Linked DNA regions of Oryctolagus cuniculus: region 1 is linked to region 2. A link is a contact called in public Hi-C data. All regions are on one chromosome and are shown on one strand. The core of a region is the stretch at or near the end of the contact, and the rest is flanking DNA. Distances in the headings are between cores, read along the strand shown. Region 1 has its middle 63 kb from the start of SEC22A. Region 2 holds the start of SEMA5B (semaphorin 5B).

Region 1 (4,398 bases), core at 1,246-3,745, 240 kb after region 2:
CCTCCTGGTCTCCCATGTGGGTGCAGGGCCCAAGCACTTGGGCCATCCTCCACTGCCCTCCCGGGCCACAGCAGAGAGCTGGACAGGAAGAGGGGCAACCGGATCACCAGCTGTTTTTAAAAGCTCAGTTTGCATTGTGTTTTTGTTTTTTCACCAAGTATTTTGGATGGGTCGATGTTTACCTCTCAATGTGAACAAATGAAAAGAGGTATAAATAGTGTATTATGCATACAGTGCTTGCTTGCATTATTTGGTGCCTGCATCTCTGAGGGTTTATGTAACCTGGCCTTGGCTGCCCTGACACAAGGCGATGGCGCGTCTCTCCGTTTCACAGATCTTAACTTCCTCCCTCTTCCTTTTGTATTTTATCAACGTCACTGTGGATGCCTTTTCAACCAGCACTGGGAAAGAGGCCTGGGATAAATTCCTGCATCACGTGGCTGCCAAAGAAACTGAGTTTAGAAAGTGAAGTCTTGGCCATGAGAAGTCCCTAGGCTCTTTAGAAGGAATCGCGTGGGCCTCTAAGGAGGATGCTACTAATCTCTTATGTTTGTACTGCATTTCACCTGTAAGAGAAAGTCTGCGTTGACCTCACAGCCACCGTCGTGATCACAGGGAAGAGACGAAGGCAGTGAGTCATCGGTGACACAGAGCAGAGCACATACAGCTCTCAGCACAGGGCTCTTCCCCTGGCATGGAAAGGTGACAGGTTTGCATTCAGGGGCTGTTGTTCCTGGTTCTTGGTAAAAATCAAGGAACTGAGGTCTGCTGAAGTCAGTGAGCCCAGGCCTGCTCTTGGTGTGTTTTAGCTTGTTCATGGTAATTCTGAAATACTGCTTTTTACATATTTTTTATTTAGTTTGAAGCAGAGATCTTGCATCTGCTGGTTTGCTCCCCAGATACCGGCAACATGGGAGGCTGGGCCACGCCGAAGGCAGGAGCCTGGAATTCAGTCCTGGACTCCCATGCGGGTGGCAGGGCCCCAAGTACTCGAGCCGTCACGACCTCTCTCGGAGCACACGGGATGCCTGGGCAGCCTTTCCAGAAGCAGCAACCTGCCCTGGCGTCGCGAGCACAGCGCCCCTCTTTCCCCTCGTCCTCCCGGAAGCAGGGTGCTGACAAAGGGCCAGGGAAGCGAGGTGGCACGGCTCTGCACACACCCTCGGGACTCCTGCTCTACCCAGGAAGCAAATCTCAGCACCTTAGCCAGAAGCTGGAATGGAGAGGGAGGCACGCAATGAACCCAGGCACCCCATACATGGTGGGGACATCCTAAGTGGCTTAACCACCACACCAAGTGCCTGGCCCTTAAATACCACGTTTTGATTAAAGGGTGACATAAGATCAAAGAAACTCTTTTTTTTAAAAATATTTATTTTATTTATTTGAAAGAGTTACAGAGAAAGGTAGAGACAGGTCTTCTATCCGCTGGTTCACTCCCCAGAAGGCCGCAACGGCCAGAGCTATGCTGACCCGAAGCCAGGAGCCAGGAGCTTCTTACAGGTCTCCCATGTGGGTACAGGGGCCCAAGCACCCGGGCCATCTTCCACTGCTTTCCCAGGCCATAGCAGAGAGCTGGATCGGAAGAGGAGCAGCCGGGACTAGAACCGGTGCCCATATGGGATGCCAGTGCTTCAGGCCAGGGCGTTAACCTGCTGTGCCACAGCACCAGCCCTGAAACTCTCTTTTTTAATAATAGAAATAATTGCAACATTTGCTTACTTTTTTGGTTGGCATTCGAAATGCATTTATCCCTGGCCTCTTTCCCAGTGCTGTTTGAAAAGGCATACTCAGTGATATTGCTAAAATATGAACAGAAGAGGGAGGAGGTTAAGGTCTGTGAAAACGGAAAGAGGGGTCATTGCCTTGTGCCAAGGCAGCTAAGGCCAGGAGGGAAGCGAGCTACACATGCTGCATCAGTGGATCAAAAGCATACTAGTTGCTTAGATTAGTCTTCCTAGTGACTTATTGCACAAATGTTCTCAGTTAGGGGTCCCTTAAGGTGCTCAAAAGAGCAAAACTCTCAGTATTTTAACACAAATTTGCATGGTATGGTTGTGCTGTGGAACCTTGATGTGTCAGCTTTCGAAGGCTTCCATTTCAGGGGTGTGCATGCATGTGTGTGCACACACGTGTGTGTACATGTGTCTGTGTTGTGGGGGGCAGAGTTATAGAGAATTTTGTTCCCATAAGTGAGAATTGTTGCCCTAAGCTAAAAACAGGCATCTGTTAAAGCTTGGAAACCCAGGTGAGACAAATGCCATGAATCGTGGAGAACCTGTGGTAGTTCTGTAGTTTTGTAATGCGTGTGGCGTGCGTGTGCCTGGCTCAGCTCTCAGTGTGGTGCTGTCCGCAGTGCATCTGGTCTGGGGAAGCGTCTGGCTCCATTTCTGCCAGGCCACACATGTTTGGAATCCCCTGTGGCTCCTGTTTTGTCGCAGGTCTGCAGCCCAGAGCTTGGCCCTGCACCCAAGAAGCACCCTCTAGGTCACAGAGGAGGTTAGTCACTCTGTAGCCGGGCACTTGCTGGCTTCTGTCCCAGAAAGCTCGCTGAGTAACCCAAGGACGCACTGATTTGGATTTCCAAAAGGCACCATGAAGTGTGTGTGTGTGTGTGTGTGTGTGTGTGTGTCTTTGTCTTCATTATGTTGACAGACTTAAAGTCAGAGCTAATGTAGTCTGTGGTAAAAGAATACAATTGTTTCAAAGGCAGCCCCCACTCAGATCACGCTTGTGAATGCTTTGCCTTACCACAAATTGGAGGTCATTCTTTCAGGCTACATTCTTGGTCCATGGTCAAGGCTTTTTGGAATTTCCCAGTTCTGTGATCTCTAAGGAAATGAAGGCTTTCCACCGAAAATTACTCTGTTAAAGTAACACCCAAACTTTGGTTTCAGTTGGTGTTAGTGCTATCCTTGCTAAAGATGGAAAGAAACCCCTCCAGCTGCACAGGTGCGGCCTGAGTCTGTGGGAGCTGAGTCAGCTGAGATGTCACTCCTGCCAGCATTGATTAGCTTGGAGGTGTCTAATCATCGTTATTAGTGTCCTGGGGCCACTGCCGAAGGCTGGCAGCTGGCAGCCTCCTGTGCAACACTGCATTTGTCAAAGGGAAGCCGTAGCTGTGGCCGCCACGCCTGCCGGGTCTTGTTCCCGAGGGACCAGGCTTCATAGGGGACTTTGTGTTTGGAGTCACACTGTAGTTGGAAGCCATGTGGTTTGCATCTTGCTTTTCAGCAGTGAGTGGTGCTGACACGTGGGCACACAAGTGTCCTGTGTGTCGGTGAACCGCTGGGGGCTGTGGGAAACTCAGGGAGAGAACAGGCTTAGTTCTCAGGGTTCCTGAAATCAGTCCCCCCAGCCTTACAGTGTTCTGTTTCCATGGCAACAGACGGCACCTTCAGTGCAGCCTCACCCCCAGCTCACATGTGCCCTTTGCTCCTGCGTCCCACAGCCCAGCAGCAGGAGTGTCACCCGGCAGGCTCACGGAGCACAGGACTCACACGTCCCATTGCCTGTTTGCACCTGGTGTCCCGTGCACAGCTGTGACTTGGTCGCCTGCTCCATGCCAGGTGCTTTGCTTTAAGACTGGGTGGCAAAGGACTTTGCCCTTGTGCTCTGAGTTCTGCTGGTGCCTGGGACTAGTGATGAGAATGCTCACTCGCACTGTTTGTGAGCCAGTGCTGGGTCTGCGTGGTTAATCCTGGGCATCTGGCGGGCAGTCTCATCTGCACTTGACAGACTGAGGCCTGTGCTGGGTGTGGTGTCACACTAGTGAGTGCTGGGTGTGGCGGGCAAGGCTGGGGCACAGGTGTAGGAGGTTGGAAAGCCGCTGCTCGTTTTTCCATGCCACAGCGCCTCGGTGTGTTCCCTACAGCTGGTCTCGATGGTGCAGCAGTGAGAGCAGCAGGTGCACACGTGCGACACCACAGGGGTGCTGAGAGTGTGCGCCCCACGGGGAGCTCTCCTGGGGCCACCAGAGCCCTGAGGGCACTGAGCAACCTGGCCACATGCAGAGTCTAGCCCTTGTGGTCTCCAGGACTTCCGTCAGATCCATCTTACCCACAGCTCTGGCTCGCCAACACCAAGTGAGTTTAAGCTGGAGAACAGCCTGTGTTTAAGTGCATAAGGACTATGTATACAGGACCCAGACATTACTTTTTAACCAGAAGAATGCTAATTTCAGCCGTGTAACCATTTCAGACAATAAAATCGCTTCCTGAAATCCCTGCATGTGTGACAGTGACAGAGGACAGATGGCTGAGAGGCCACGGAGAGCCCTGTGGGCCCCTTAGGTGTGAGGGGAAGGAAGGATCCAGTTCCGTATTTGTAGTAAGACTAAGGCATACATCAGTGATTCCTTTTTTAAAAAAATATTTATTTATTTGAAAGAGCTAGAGA
Region 2 (4,708 bases), core at 754-3,253:
CACACACACACACACACACACATACACACCTTCCCCAAGCCCACAGGGCCAGAGGCAGCCCTACCTTCCCAGGTCAAGGCCAACAGCAGTAGCCACAGCCCTATGGGGACCCTCTCTCTGGCTATTTCACCCCCCTTCTGGGCTGCTGGAAATCTAGCTGTGGGGCAGGCCTGGTGGCCTCTTCCTAAGCTGCTTTTAATCTGCCTCCCCCTTTCTCCCTGGTGGTGAAGCCCAGTTCCAAGGCTCAAGTTCCTCTCTGCCCCTTCCTCAAGGTCATCCATCCCCATCCCGAAAAGGTGAGAGACCACTAGCGAATGCCAAGAGGGAGGGCGAGGAGGGCGAGGGTAAGTGCAGAGAAAGTGGCAGCAGCCGGGTCGGGAGGCAAGGGCAAGCCGGGGTGGGAGGGTGGTGGATGGGGCTGGGGGGTATGAGGAGATGGGGTTGGAGTTTGTGTGTGTTGGGGGGTGAGATGCTCGAGAGAGACGGGGAAAGAGGTTGGATTCGCCAGGAGCCGCAGGGTTAGGGCGGGAGATGGTCGCCTCGTGGTGGGGTCCAGGCGCCCGCGAGCTTCCCGGCCCTAGCCCAGTTCCGAGACCCCAGCGGGACCGCGCCTGGGAGGCAGGTTGGCCGTCCCGCCGCCCTACCCACAGGCCAGAGCGCAAGGCAGGGTCGCGGCAGAAGCCGACAGAGACCTCTCCCCCATTTCCAGACTCGAGGCCCGCTCGCGCCAGGCGTGCGCCCGGGTAGGTGACCAGGGCCAGGCACGGCGCTTCAGGTGGTCCTCCCAGTGGTTTAAAGTTCGCGGCCAGCGCAGGAGCCCGCTCCGCTCGGCCCGGCGCGCTCGGCGGCGCCCTCATCCTCCGCGGGGTCCCAAGACCACTTCCCTCCCGGCTCCCGCCCCGCTGGGGCCCGGGTCCCCTCTGCTGCCTCCCTCCCTGCGCGCTGGATCTCCCGCACGACGTGAGCGGAAAGTGAATGGGCAGCCCCAACCACAAAGACAAATTACCATGAGAAAAATAAATCAGGAGATTGCCGTTCGCGGCCCCGGTTCCCGCCGCCGCGCCCCAATCCGCCGACCACGGCGGGAGCGCGGGGCCCCGAGCCGCCGCGTCTGGGGCCTGGCGGGCAGAGTTTGGGTTTCGCAGGGCCTGGACAGGGTTATCTGGAAGAGGGTCTAGGAAGAAGCCGCGTGGGGGCCCCGCCGGCGGCCGAGCGGGGACCGCCCTGAGGGGGAGATTTCGCGCTCTGGGCGGGCCACGCGTGCCCACGCGCGTCGCCGCCGCGCTCTGGCTCCCTCGGCTTTGCCCGCGCGCCCTCTCGGAGACCTGGCTCCGCTCCGCGACAGTCTCGGCGTCTCTGCCCCACTCTCTCCCAGGCGTGTGCTCCTCCAGGCCCGGGCCCCACGTCTTCCACGCGGCTGCAGCCCCCCACGCGCTGACCGCAGCCCGGGGAGGGCGCAGTACCACCGGGACCCGGAGCCAACGAGCGAGCGGGAGGGTGGGCGGCGGGAACGCGGTGCTGCCGAGGGCGCTTAAGGCGAGGTGGCAGCGGGAGGCACAGGAGCCCGTGTACACCCGGTCCTCGTGCCCGCAGCCTCCCCACCAGTCTCCAACTCAGCGGGCGCCCCCGGGCCTCCACCCCTCTACCCACCAGAGTTGCTGAAGTTTGCAACTCGCAGCCCCAGCCCGTGCGGGGGAAGCGCCCGGGGCTCGCGGGACTCACCTCCCGGCTTCGGGCGCAGGTGCGGGTTCCTGGCGGCTCCCGGCTCCCGGCGGCGCGAAGCGGCAGGGGCGAGCCAGGCGGGCCGGCGGCCCGTCCGGGAATGGGGCCACCGCGCTGGAGCGGCCCCCCGGCCCCCGGCCCCCGACCCCCGACCCCTGGCTCGGCGCTCTTGAGCAGTTCCGACCCCGCTGCGCTCGGCTCCTCCGGCAGCCAGCCGCTGGACGCGCAGCCGACCCGCCCGGCTCGGCGGCGCTGGGCTCCGGCAGCAACCCCCGCGCTCCAACTAGCTCCCGACCCGGCGCGCCGGAGAAGCTGGGAGGGGGAGGCCGAGGGAGCCGGCGGAGGGAGGGCGCGGCGCAGGGGGAGGAGTTGGGAGCGAGGGCAGAGCAGGGGGGGGGTGCGCGAGCGCCGAGGGGAGGGGGCTGGAGGGGACCTGCGGCGGCGGGCGCTGCACCGGCCGGCCCGGGCGCGCAGGCAGCGCGAGGGGGCGCAGTGCGTGCCCAGCGCGCGTCCCCGGGAGGGCGCACGGCACCCCCGCCCCGCCGGCATCCTTAGCGGCGACACCCAGGTCCCTGGGCGCCCGCCGCCTCTGCCACATCCTGCCTCGCCGTCTGGCTGCCCCCATCTCGGCACCTGACTGCCCCCTGCCCCGGGCTCGCGAACGCCCCAACCCCGCTAGCCCGGAGCGGTCTTCCTGCCTGTGGACCCCAGGTGGGGAGGACCGCGCACGGAACTGGGGGCTCTGCGACGAACTGCAGCGGCAGCGATGGGGCCAGGCTGCCAGGCATGGTGGGGAAGCCACAGCGGGTCCGCCCGGTGGTGAGGCTCGCTGGTCGGGCCTCGTGAGAGAACCTCTCTGAGCCCGAGTTTCCTCGGCTGTGCGTTGGGCTTGCCGACAGGCACCCTGCAGAATTGTGAAGAACACGGAGGAGGAGCAGTGAGCAAACCCACACGGGAGGACGCCCAGGCGACGGGTGGTGCGGGGAGGCGAAGGGGCGTCCCCGGCTCGGCGCGGGCCCACGAGCTCGGCGGAGCTGCTTCCAAGTTTGTGGGAGCGGGTGTTTTGGGAAGGCTGGACGGCGGGAGGGAAAGAGCGAGGGGCAGGCTGCACATCCGAGCTGCCCGGGCTGCGGGAGGCTGCGAAGGGAGCCCTCTGCCGAACAACAGCGGTACTTGCAAGAAAAAAAAGGTGACCTAAGAAAGGGAGAGTAAGACAAAGGACCCGCACCGCGAAAGCGGCAGAGTGTGGCTGTGAGGGGGAGCCACAGAGCACTGTGCGATGGAAATTAATAAGTTCGAGGAGGGAGAAGGTGGAAGGACTTTCTGCGGGGTGCTAGGAATTGGAGAGTTAGAACAAAGGCCGAGTGGAGCAGTCTACACCGCAAGCCCAGGAGAAAGCAGAGTGCGGAGCTAAAGCCTCAGAGAGGGCCCGGGGCCGCCAGCCCCACCTCTGAGCCAAAGTGGGAGGAAGCAGTTGGGCCGGGAAGCTGGGGATCAAAGGGTGCCTGCTGAATGCAAGCGAGGAGTGTATGAGATGCTGTAAGGAGCGAGGGAGCACAAGAGTGCAGAGAGAAAGAGCTCCTGGGGCAACAGAAATGCTGAGTCTCATGAGGACTGGGCCGCAGAGGAACTTGCAAAGGTAAAAGCACACTCTGGACGTGACGACAGAGAAGTAGAAGAAAAGGGCACATCAGGGCATCCCAGCCTGTTGGCCTGTGCCCCGGAATCAGCAAAGGCAATGCTGGGTGTGGAGGGCAAACCTAACATTTTGCACATCTGGGTTGGGGGAGCCCCTTCTCCCAGAGTCCCAGGCTGGGAGGGGCAGGTATTTGATCTCCACTGTGGAAGCCCCACTGCTATGAGTGTACCCCCCCCACACACATACATCCCTAGTTCCTGCAGAACTCTGGCATGTATTTCTGTCCTTGCTAAACAAAATGTGTGGGAGCAGGCATTGGGCACAGTGGTTAAATATCACTTAGGATGCCTGCATCCTACATCACAGCATCTACATTCAGATCCTGGCTCCACTTCCAATTCCAGCTTCCTGCTAATGTGCACCCTGGGAAGCAGCAGGTGATGGCTCAAGTGCTTTTGTCCCTGTCAAACAGAAATGTGAAAGCATCCCAGATACCACAGGGACAGGCAAGGAGCAGGAAGGCTTCCCACTTGTCTGGCTGAGAGGGGAGACAAGTGCCTTCTCGTGGCCCTGTCAGCCGCAGCTCTTCCCCAGAAGGATATCAAACCCCCTCCATCCTCACACAACCCCCACCCCCGTGAAGCCCTCTCTCTCCCCGCTGTGTGGGGATCATTTTCTCCTTCTTTCCCACCATCTCCCAGGCTCCTTCCCGGCTCTCTGTCTGTGTGTCCACATTATGAGTGAGTGTGGCGGGAGCTAGGCACAGGAAGAGAAGCGAGGAGACTCCCAACCTGGGGACAGGGAGAAGGAAAGCTTGCTTTTCAGGGGCCCTAGGAGCCAAGAGGGGAAGATGGCCTAGGAGACACAGACAGAGGAGCGGGCCACTTGGCACACTGGACTAATTCATCCTGATTGCATCTACAGAATTGTGTTGATGACCGGTGATTACTCAAGAGCTCTCAATGCAGGAGAGCTTCAGAGGCCAGGTTCTGCCCTGGAAGGGCAGTTTCTTTACTAGCCCGGCCTGTCACCTGCTCCAGACATTTCCTGGGGCTTGGCCAGCCCAGCCTGGTTCCAGCCTCCTAGTCATTTACTTGGAACAAAACTTGGAGTGCTGGCCCCATTACCACCGTGTCGCGACCAGCTTCTGCCACCCTCTTAGACCTTTGCAATAACCTGTACAGTAATTACTTCTGTTAGGAGCAATTCTCCACCTCTGGAAACATACTGCTAATTAGGCAGAATGTAAATACAGTAATTAATACAGAATTATCCAAAACAAACAAGCTAAAGTGCAGGGAACACTGTGGGGGGAACGGGGAGTTCTTAGAATTCACTCTTGACCTG

What was found. A called contact is a pair of places that touch in the nucleus more often than the background predicts.
Region 1: a Hi-C map of an unstated tissue shows a contact between it and region 2, with 2.0 times the contacts expected there. The contact joins the enhancer-like site here to the promoter of SEMA5B in region 2. A contact is called at or near these places in 2 of 6 Hi-C or Micro-C datasets (ear pinna and an unstated tissue).

Annotation. Positions count from the first base shown.
Region 1 is chr4:79,432,291-79,436,688 of mOryCun1.1, forward strand. No RefSeq gene overlaps it. Among named protein-coding and RNA genes, the nearest start is that of SEC22A, 63 kb to the left of the region's middle. Within about 2 kb of position 2,496, at least 1 of the 8 cell types and tissues checked has an H3K27ac peak or open chromatin away from gene starts, as enhancers often do.
Region 2 is chr4:79,191,623-79,196,330 of mOryCun1.1, forward strand. It overlaps SEMA5B (semaphorin 5B), which reads right to left and starts at 2,004. Exons shown (of 22, transcript XM_051818991.2): 1 at 1,723-2,004.